Regions from separate parts of the Sus scrofa genome. Here region 2 is linked to region 1. A link is a contact called in public Hi-C data. All regions are on one chromosome and are shown on one strand. Each heading gives the region's core, a stretch centred on a gene start, on an enhancer-like site or on the middle of the called end of the contact. The rest is flanking DNA. Distances are from core to core; before and after follow the strand shown.

Region 1 (5,495 bases), core at 1,049-3,548:
CATATGCCATGGGTGTGGCACTAAAAAGAAAAGAAAAAAAAAAAAAAAAAAGGCAAGCAAGAAAGAAAAATCAGAAGAATCCCTTGTTTACAAAACAAATATATTACAGTTGGTGAGCAGGACGTAAGCAAAGGAAAAACAAAAACAATAAATCGCAGCCAGAAAAAAAATGGCTGGGACATAAAAAGTAGATGAGGCAAACCTAACCAAGAGTGGGGCACACATTTAGGCCCCCACCTCTGGGTGTGGGTGGACAGTGGGAAATCTGATCACCCCAACATGTGTCAGTGGCCACACTGTCCTCAGGGCTGGGCTTTGAGGCTCCCAATAGAGCTGGGACTTAGGGACAGGAACTTTCCACACTGGGACTTTTTTTTCCATTCATACACAGCTGGTCATAAGCCAAATCTGATGGCTAGACTGATTTTTTTTTTTTTTTAATTATCCCTTTGCCCTGGTATTTTTCATCCGTTGCAAGTCACTGGGAAATTCAAAGACGCAGATTTTAAACATCTCCAAATTTTTTTTTGTAACATTAAAAAAAAGCATATATTATGCAAAGTGGAGCAAATTCTAAGTAAAGATAATCCAATGAGATTGGGACAACTGGGAACAGTTTTAAGAAGCTGACCTGGAAAAGTCAAGACATCCATTGTTACACTTGGAAATCTTTTTCCCCCTAAATGTTCTAAAGAAAGCAGAGACCTCATCTCCAGTGTCGGCCAATGACTCAAAAAGCTAACCACATCTTAGAACGGCTATTCTTGGCTCCATCTTTAAAAGCCTGGAGAATTTACCATCAGAAAGAAGTGAATGGTGCCATAGGTTTCAATGAGAGGGTCCCCCAGGTCCTGGCTTCCTGGACACGAATGTACCCTGAAGACAGGGCCCATCAGCTTGGCTCTCAGCATCAGGCCCTCTGGCTGTAGAGGGGCTTGGTCTCACTCACGTGGGCCACCGAACGTCTTTTTTTCCTTCTGTCCCCTGCCAAGTTTGTGCAGGACAGTATCCTTGCTATTTCCAAAGCTGATTTTCTAACCAAAGAAAGACAAAATCTTGGCCCGAATCATGACAGCCATCGACTGCTCTAAAGAGTGGAAAGACTGTTTAACCAGAACAGGTGGAACCACTTAAGAACAAAACAGGGCATCTTGTGGGGGTACTGCCCTATCCGAGTGAAAGCAGCCCGGAGCACAGGGCAGTTAGTAATACGATCTCTGATGAGGTGCTGAACCCCCCATGCAATGAACCCTAATCACATGTGCCCTGATTGTCTGCTGGATTCAAGAAGAAAATGCATAGAAAAGAGTTTGCAAACCCTCACTATTAGAAACTGACAAGTAAGTATAATAACCCCTGTTCCACCATCTCCAAGAAGAATGAAGTAACCATAATAGCGGCCGCGTTTGGTAACTGCTTTGCACCACGCTTTTCCATCTCTGTTCCAAACCTCACAATATAGTTGTAATTATCCCCATTTTACACAGATGGGGGGACCTGAGAATCAAAGAGAGGGGGTGACGCTCCAATGTCCATTCAGCTGCTACGAGGCAAAGCCTAGATTTGAACTCAGATCTGTCCAACTTCTGGACGCTCTACAGCAGTCTGTCTCTAATGAAGAGGAAAGGGGTAAAAATGGTACATTGGGTGCTAATGTTAAGACAAGACAGATGCAGGGGTAAGAGCGCAAAACTGAAGGGGGTTTCTGAGCAAGACTGCTGACTTTTCATTTAATTTTAAGCTGGGCACAGGAACTGGTGTCAGCGGTGTTCAGCTATGGGCAGGGGTGGAAGGAGAAGAATGGTGACCCCGGGTGGGCTGGGGCCTCTGGAGCTCTTCCCATGGAGAAAGGGTGTCCCTGTAGCCCTTGCCCAGTGACGGCACAGCAGCCAGCCAGGGAAAGGCAGGGGCAGAATGTCAAGTCCACCTGGGGGTCCGTCTGATCCCCATGTCAGCAGTGAGGGGTAGGGGATGAGCAGCCTGCCAGGCCAGGACAGGCTGAGATAGCTCCCTGCGGTAATGCACTGATTCAGTAGCATCTGAGTGGCCCCTGTACACCCAAGCCTCTGCACAGCTTCCTGGTCCCTCAGTCCCATCTCTCCCTCCCCTCCCTTTCCCCTCCTCCCTCTGAGTTCATTTCTCTCCTCTGACCTTCCCGGCCTCCTCGTTTTATGGGCACCCTGCCTGCCTCCCGCCTCCTCCCTCTCCATCAGCCTGACAAACTCTATCAGCGAATCCCTCAGCGGTGCCATATCTAACTTTTTTATTCATTGCCTGATTTATTTTTAGCCTGAAACAACTGCATCCTAAAAATGGAGTTCCTGATGAGCCCGGGGCTGGGCAGAGCTATGCGAGGTATCTGGGGCTTGGCGGTCCAGCCTGGCTCTTGCTCCGCACGCATGTGTGAGAGCCTGCGCTCGCTCCTCCTGAGCCCACAATTACACTTCTCCGCCGGAGGAGGTGACCGGGGCGGGGTTCTCCGACCCAGGCAGGGCCGAGGAGAGAGACCGCAGTGGCTTCTCTGCTCCCAAGGGCTCTCAGGTCCTCTCTCCTGCACGCAGTGTTTCGGGGGAAGAAGAGCAACACTTTGCCCAGATGAAGAGAACGCACCTGCTTGTGCTGGGGGTCTACCTGCTGTCCTCCTGCGGGGCGGAGGAGGGGCTGAACTTCCCACCTATGACGGCAAGGACCGCGTGGTCAGTCTGACCGAGAAGAACTTCAAGCAGGTTTTGAAGAAATACGACTTGCTCTGCCTCTACTACCACGAGCCGGTGACTTCGGATAAAGTCTCGCAGAAGCAGTTCCAGCTGAAAGAAATTGTGCTGGAGGTGAGTTGGGGGGGCGCGGAGCACGGGGTCCCCGTGGGCGGGAGGCGGCCAGTGGTTGGGATGCGGGGCGCCAAGGATCTCTCCTGAAGTCTTGCCCCCCTTTCGGTCGCATGCACATCTGAAGATCTTGTTGCAAAGCGGCGATGTGTGAAAACCAGGGGTGGGTTCAGACTCTTAGCTGAATGGGTCGCGTGATGCACAGTCTGCGAAGATGTGACGTCTGTCCTCAGAGGGGCCTCTGGATTTCTCAAGGGCAAGAGTGCCAGCTACTCCTTTTCTAAGAGAATGGTAAAGCTTTAGTTTAAAAGCCCACCTGAGATGACATTCGGGGTCATGCGTGGGGTTTGTTCTGCCGTGCTAAGTCCTTACTCTTTGCTCCTGTAAGTCTTCCCACCTCCTGGGGAAGCAGGAGGCATTTGACCTTGCCTCTCTCACCGTCAGATGAGGAATATCAGGAAGCCATGCTCCTCTCCTGTGACTCAGTTTCGGTCAATGTCACACAGGGTAGATGTGGGAAGATTTGAACTGTACCTTCACTAACAGGGATTTTTTTTTTTTTTCTAAGAAAGTTCTTGGTGTGAGCTCAGGGAAGATGCTGCAGCCATTCTTATTCTGTCTGCATGGCATGGCCTGGCTATAAACCTGGCACTGTGGCTTGTTCTCTAATCCTGCGTGAGTGCCCCAGGGACTCCTCCTGTGGCTCCTCCTGGACAGTTTCAGATCGCTTACACTCAGGAGCACCTGTCAGTGCCAAGAATTCTAGTAGGCACCAAGATCCCTTATCGTTCCCATGCCCAGCTCAGCCCAGACACAAATCTATGAGAAGGACTGTTGGAGAATTACAGCAATTTATTAACCAGCACAGCCAGAAAGCTCAGCTTAATCAAATGCCCCTTTTCTTTCTTTTTTTCCAGTTTTATGGAGAAATAAGCAACATAACGTTACCATCAAATATTTTGATGAACAGAATTACCATATAAAACCATGGGGATTTTAATTCTCAAAAAATTGACTGTAACAAAATCCAGGAATGCCATCGCAAACCCATCAAAATGTTCTTGATAATTTGAAAAGCATCGAAGGCGCTCCCTGGTGGGCTAGAGGTTAAGGATTTGGCATTGTCACTGCTGTGGCTTGGGTTCGGAACTTCTGCATGCCAAAAAATAAAAAAATAAAAAGCACTGCAGAGCAGAATCCTGTGTCTCCTGATCGTCATACACACACCTCTTTTCAGAGGATTTATATACAGCAGTGTGGGCATTACAGAGAGCTCTGATGGACAAAAAACTTAGTATTTTTTAAAATCTCTCCACTGCCATCATCTTTTTCCTCAGGCTCCATCCTGAGGCCTGAATGTTGAAGCTCAGTTCCCTCTGGGGGTTATAAGCGAAGAGGAAGCAGAGACAGTTACTAGGTCTTTGTACTATATATACGGAAAATTGCAGGCTGGAAAAACCAGGACATACAGCACAGCTGCTGTTCTGCCCATGAAACCCTCAATCACGTTATCAACTCCATTGCAAACTGCCCTGCCCAATTATAGACCTTTTTATGAAAAGTTAATCAAAGGCATAAGGTTCTACCATGTATGCTCATCAGTGTCCACTTAGCCTAGAACTCGAAGAGAATGCCAGTGCAAGCACTGACCCCCATTTCTGGTTCACTGTCAGAGTAATACACACACACACACACACACACACACACCACACACACACACACAACTCCCCAAGAATCTATCTCCCTCAGAGAGAATTCTTATTCCCAATCAAAATCCTGAGAAGGGGCTCTGCCCTGGGTTCACCATCGCTCCAGGCACCTTTGATCCCAGAGCACCCAGCAGAGACTGACAAGGTGGAAGTTCAGCACAGGCGACAGTGTGATGCCCGCTAGGCTGCTCAGTCACTGTAGGAAAGAGATCACAGAACTTGGAGTCAGGAGATCGGGCTTTATGTTCTGGCTTTGCCTCTTCCAGATACACGACAGAGGGCAAGTTCCTTAATTTCGCTGCACCTCCTTTTAAGTCTGGAAAAAATAATAACTATCATACAGGCTTATGAGATGATTAAATAATAATAGTTACCATTTATTGAATGCTTGCTGTGTGCAGAGATTGTTCTAAGTGCTTTGCATGTGGTAGCTGGTTTGATCCTTACAGTATCTCTCTAAATTAGGTACAGTTACTCTCCCCATTTTATAGAAGGGGACACTGAGGCACAGGGAGGCCAAGGTCACTTGACTAGTGCAGGTGAAAGCAGCCTTGGCCCCTACACGGCGTTACTGCTCGCATCGAATGAGACAAGGTACAAGGACTGCTGATACCCTGTTCAAGAGGGTTTCCAGAATCTTCCTTAAATAGAGCACTCAGCCTGTGGGCTGGCCTGGTGATGCAGCTGTACCACTCACAAGGCTGAGAAGCACAGACCCTGGGCCACTGCTCCTGCAAACATCCCAACCTCGGCCATTGGGTTCCCTCCATGAGGGTCGAGGTGGGGGGCTTTGCAGAGATACGGTCAGCAGCAGGCTGTTCCACAGAATCCAGAACAAAAATGGTTCCGGAATCCCGTGAGTGATGGGAGGGTGGATGAGAGCCTCTACGTTTTGTTCCTGGTCAAAAAACCGCTATTGTCTTCTTAATTCTCTGGTCTCAAACCTACACTAAGGAAAATA
Region 2 (5,495 bases), core at 1,033-3,532, 130 kb after region 1:
AAAATATAGAGCGATGTAGCAATTACCAGAATTGTTTATTTACAGAGAGGAGGGCAGGCAACAATCATAAACTGCCCCAAACCACATATCACCCACAGTGAATTCTGCAATTTCCACGCCTACTCACAGGTTCAATGTCCCAAACATTGTGGGGAGTCCAGGAGAAAAGAAAGGAATCTGAAATAGTTCTGGTTCCTAAGGAGCTCACAGCCCAAAAGGGGAAACTGCCTATTAAAATACAACTGAGAAGCGCCCATGCCACCCAAATTCTGCTGAGGTCTGGGGTAACAAACGGGGCCTGTGTTTGGGTGTGTTGGGGGATGGAGGGGAGGGTGCCCTCCTCACTCAACACATGTTTATTCTCCAGGGGACCAGGCTGCCATGGCATTACTGCTTGGTCCAGAAACTCTCCTTCATGGTTTCATTCTTTTGCTCAAATACTCAGGACAATAAAAATGTACTGCCTGGCAAGCAGTCCTTGCAAAGACACCCTTCTCAAAATTCTCCCCTTTTACTTACAAATTAAGTTGCAACCAAGTCACAGGGCCAACACAGTAACAGTGGAAACTTTCACAGGAGCTGTCTCACAAATTGTATGGGGAGACACCAAAGCCTGGGAATGCTACATGCTCCTAGATAGGTGAAGAGTGTTATTTCTTTGAACTGTAGAATAAACAGTTTCCTCCCACAAATCAAAGCCCCAACTATATCACATTGATTTAATTCAACTCTAAAAACTCTAATTAGTGGTTACATAAAATGACTAATTACATCGCCCTGGATTCAGACAGTTTCTGCCATCTCACTTAAAGAGCTGTGTAATCAAACAACCCACCCACTTGCAAGGAGAATGCTAATTAGCATTGTTGATTGGTGACACAAAAGTTATAGTATTTTTCCAGCAACCCTGTAAAACTTATAAACACATCAGTGAAAATGCCAGATTCTTTCAGCTTGCTAGCTTTTGGAATAAGCGTCTAAAAATACATGCGTTTCCAACCACAGCCCCCCAAAAGGGGTTTAACAAAATGCATGTGCCAGCTACACAATCATCATAATAAAGAGCTCTAACATCTTTTAAGAAGCAGCTAAAGGAGCTCCCAACCCCTTGGAGGGGTGGGCGTTATACCTGGGTTGAAGATGTGAAAATCGAGCCACAGATTTCTCGGCTCCAACTCTCACCAGCTCATCCCCCGGCAGCCAGGCCGCGGCTCCGCCCCGCTCCTGCCTCCACCACCAACGCGTTTAAATTTTAATAAAGCTTCACACTTCTCTGGGTGCGCTAGCTTGGGGCGGTTCAAAGACTGCAGGAGGAAATGAGATCCTGCTCCCGGCGAAGGCTGCCCCGGTGCGGTGAGATTGCCTCCAACCGGGACTTCTCGGGCAGAGACTTGCCGGGCGCCTTCTGCTCCACCCCGGCGTTTTTTGAAAGTAAACTACCTGCCTGTTGCGCTCTCCGAAGTGCAACCGGACTCGCCTCCCCCCGGCCTCCAGGGTCGGCTCGATTCTCTAAGCGAGGTGGGAACAGAGGCCAGCTCTGTGCCGGTTTCTGGCCCGGGGCCGGGCGGTTCCTGGGTCTATAACCCCGCGGCGAAGTGGGAACCACGGAGTATGCCCGGCTCCCGGGGAGCGCAGAGCCGCCCGGCCCCCACCCTGCACGGCCGACCCCGCCGCCCCGGTGCCTCCAGAAACCCTCGACCACTCCCTGCCCGGCGGGACGCGCACCCGAAGTGCAGCCAGCGGAGAAGGGGGCGTCCGAGGCGTGGGGAGGGAATGCCGGGACTGAGGAAGTGGGGTGTGCGGGGAGCGCGGCGCCGGGACAGGAGGGGCACACCTCGCGGGGAGGAGAGAGGAGTGGCGTCCCGGGAAGCACGGCTCCGGGTGCGGTTCCTGGGAGGGGAGGCGGCTCCTGGCCAGAGGCGGGAGGAGGGCGGTGAACTAGGGTCTGAGTCCGGGGTGGGGCTGCGGGAGGAGGGCGCAGGAGCTCGCGGGGTCCGGGATCCGGGATCCGGATGCGGGCGTCTCCCCGCCGGAGGTCCGCACCCTGCCCTCGCCGCCCAGTCGCGCCCGGCCCCCGGCGGGACTCACCTCCGCGCTGGCCGTGCAGGCTCCGCGGCCCGCGGTCTCGGCTCGCAGCGGCCCCGGCTCTGCGGCCTGCGCTGGGCTCCTGTAGAGGCAGAGCCCCGCCGCCGCCGCCGCTGCACTGCTGCTTTCCGCTTCCTGTCCCGGCGCCGCCCCGCAGCCCCAGCCCAGCCCTGCGAGCCCGGCGCGGCCGCGAGCCAAGAGCAGCGAGCGCGGCCGGCCCCGCCGCGGGCCCAGCCCACCTGCAGCCGAGGGCGGGGCCTGGCCGGCGACTCCCCACCCCCAAGACGCACTGCGCCCCTAAACACACACACGCACACACACTCAGTCACTCACATGTCACAAACACAGCGATCCACTCCCCCAACCCAGCACTCCAACATACTTGTACCCTCGAGTTCACACACGCATGCACACACACACACACAGAATCATGCACAAAATTCAAGCCCGTTTGCCCTCACTGGAGCCCAAACGCACATATTTGTACAGCCCAGGGTCTAACCACACCCCCCAACACACACATACACATATACACACTCAAATACACATATTCCAAAGACTGGCCCACAAATATCCAGACATACCCACACCTCAACCGGCTTAAACTCACGTGCAGCCCAGGATATGGCCCCATAAATAACTATACACACTCCAGACCCCCTATAGCCCCCCCCCCGCCGCATCCAAGCCTCTCCCTCCTCCTCCCTTGAATTGAGAAGTCACAGGCCCCCACCTGGGTCTCCTAGAAACTACTAGAAGAGCACACCTCTGAAGGCAGACAGCCCCAGGTTTCAATCCTGATTCAACTGGGTCTGCTTCTGAGTCTCTGCTTCCCTGTCTGAGAAGCAGAGAGGATGATAAAACCAGCCTTGCAGCATTGTAGTGAGGATTATGGAAAGTGGCTGGTGCCCAGCAGACACCAAACAATTGCCAACTATTTAGATGAGTATTTGCACTCTACTTACTTAGTTGACTTGTGTGGGTGGATTGGGTTAGGGATCTGTGTGGAGAGTCTGGAATCTGGCTGGGCAGAGCTTGCATGGGCAGCCTTGCATGGGCAGAGCTCTGCAGTAGAGGTGGGGTATGATAAAGGGCTGTGAGCATTTGGTGGGGGGGGGGAATACACCCATGCTGAACCAGCTGAAGCTATGGAACTTTGGCCCCCACAACCCTCACCATCCTCCGAGTCCCCATTCTCTCTTCCATATAGAGTCTTCTTCTTGAGGACATCATCTGTTCAATGAAGGTGACATCACAGAGCCCCATCCTGCCATCAGACTCACTACTAACCCCTGGCCACGTAAGGCATCTGCCCTTCCCCCTCACCAGCCTCTTACCTGGTTCCTGAGAGCAACCGGCTTCCTAAGGGTAAAGCCAGTCGTCTGTCCGCCCAAATCGGTGCTCAGGTGCAGAAACGTAGAGCTTTAGAAAAACATCTCGTTCATCTTTAAAATGTCTTCAAAGTTCCAACTGGTCAGGGATTTCCAGTTCTGGTTATGATACCCTGAAGAGCCCCCGTGTGTTCTACCGTCCCTGGGTGGATTTTCACGAAAAGTCATTTTAATTCACTTTCGTTTATTATGTCCGGCTACCTTGGCATGGAGGGCTTTGGTGGGAAAGAGGGGTAGTGCCAAATAAACGCTTTTTTAAGATAATACATTTCACTTTTAAATGACAGCTATCGTTTGTTTTTATCCGACAATCTCAAGTATTTGAGTTTAAAAGATGAGTTGGAAGACGTCTCAGGAACTGAATGATGTTGTGTATAATCTGGCTTCCACTGTATGTCACAAAGTGGGTCAGCTTTATCCTAGCGTTCGGTTGGCAGGCTTGTTCAGCTCTTGCCTGAACCTGAGTTCTCCAGCTTAAGCCTTAAGTAATGGGGTAATATTGGAGACTCCCTCTGTCACTCCTTGGTCTTATCCATTTGTTCCAAACTCAGTTGGAAATGGGGGACAATGTAGTGACTGGGTGTTCTCATGATGGCAGCATGACCGTAGTCTCAAAAATTCATGCATGTGTTTCTCCCTTCCTGCCCATTCTCACAGTTTTCCCAAACCCTGAAATACTACCTGCCAAAGGTCTTCCTGTCAACCAAGATCTCTTATGCAAATACTTCTCTGTTTCTCCCAACCAGAAAAAAATTCTCTTTATTTGTAGTCTATGGATTTTTGTTTTATTCTCCCTTTATTTCTGTTCTATGGATTTTTATGTTTACCTTCTACCTTGTATCGGTTATCATACCTCACTCTTCAATAATATGTAAATGTTGTGTCTGGAGTTCCTGTCGTCACTCAGTGGTTAATGAACCCAACTAGCATCTGTGAGGATGCGGGTTCGATCCCTGGCCTTGCTCAGTGGGTTAAAGATCTGGCGTTGCTATGAGCTATGGTGTAAGTTGAAAACACGGCTTGGATCCCAGGTTGCTATGGCTATGGTGCAGGCCAGCAGTTACAGCTCCAATTCGACCCCTAGCCTGGGAACCTACATATGATGTGGGTGGGACCCTAAAAAGACAAAAGATTTTTAAAAAAATGTTATGTCTTTGTCTCTTTTCTATCACACACTATGCATGTATTTTATCTCTTGTATCACAGGTCCTTTCACAGAGTAGTTGCTTTGAAAAATTCTTAGTAAACGAATGAATTACCATAAAACACCACTTGCCTTTGGGTAATTAATAATCTATTCAGGGAACAATCTAACTGAAAAATTATGGTATGTTGCACATAAAGACAGTTAACAACAAAAGAGAATATATAAAATGCTAAAGGCACTATCTGCACATTTTTTTAAGAAGTCATTTATCCAGTCTCAACGACTCTCAACAATCTTGGGAAACAGGAGTTAAGTGAGAAAGCCCTCTGATCACCAAAGTAGATTGCATACATTCATGCTTTAAAAGTGATAAACTTTGGGAGTTCCCGAGGTGACTCAGTGGTTAACAAACCTGACTAGCATCCATGAGGATGCGGGTTCGATCCCTGGCCTGGCTCAGTGGGTTAAGGATCTGGCGTTGCCGTGAGCTGTGGACTAGTTCACAGACATGGCTCAGATCCTGTGTTGCTGTGGCTGTGGTGTAGGCCAGTGGCTACGGCTCTGATTTGGACCCCTAGCCTGGGAACCCCCATATGCTCCAGGTGTGACCCTAAAAAGATAGAAAGACAAAAAATAAAAAAAAATTAGAAAAATAAATAAAAGAGATAAACTTTATGAGTAAGAGAAACTCTCATGCCCTTAGATACTATTTACACATAGTTTACAAACATTTTAATAAATTTCATCACCTGATTCCTATGCCCACTGTAGATTAGAATCACATTAAAAGCCAGCAACAGATGACCTCTGGAGACCCCAGGGACTGCAAAAGGGGGTCCGTGAGAAGATAGGTTAATTCCAAAACTTATGCC

What was found. A called contact is a pair of places that touch in the nucleus more often than the background predicts.
Region 2: a contact with region 1 is called in a Hi-C map of embryonic fibroblasts, with 2.5 times the contacts expected there. The contact joins the promoter of VANGL1 here to the promoter of CASQ2 in region 1. A contact is called at or near these places in 9 of 47 Hi-C or Micro-C datasets (embryonic fibroblasts, fetal liver, fetal skeletal muscle and 4 more) and 1 of 2 datasets of contacts at active chromatin or transcription factors (skeletal muscle).

The regions. Positions count from the first base shown.
Region 1 is chr4:104,915,906-104,921,400 of Sscrofa11.1, forward strand. CASQ2 (calsequestrin-2) reads left to right here and starts at 2,299. Exons shown (of 12, transcript XM_021089995.1): 1 at 2,299-2,671; 2 at 2,674-2,828. The coding sequence starts at 2,596.
Region 2 is chr4:105,046,571-105,052,065 of Sscrofa11.1, forward strand. VANGL1 (vang-like protein 1) reads right to left here and starts at 2,283. Exons shown (of 8, transcript XM_001929540.5): 1 at 2,089-2,283.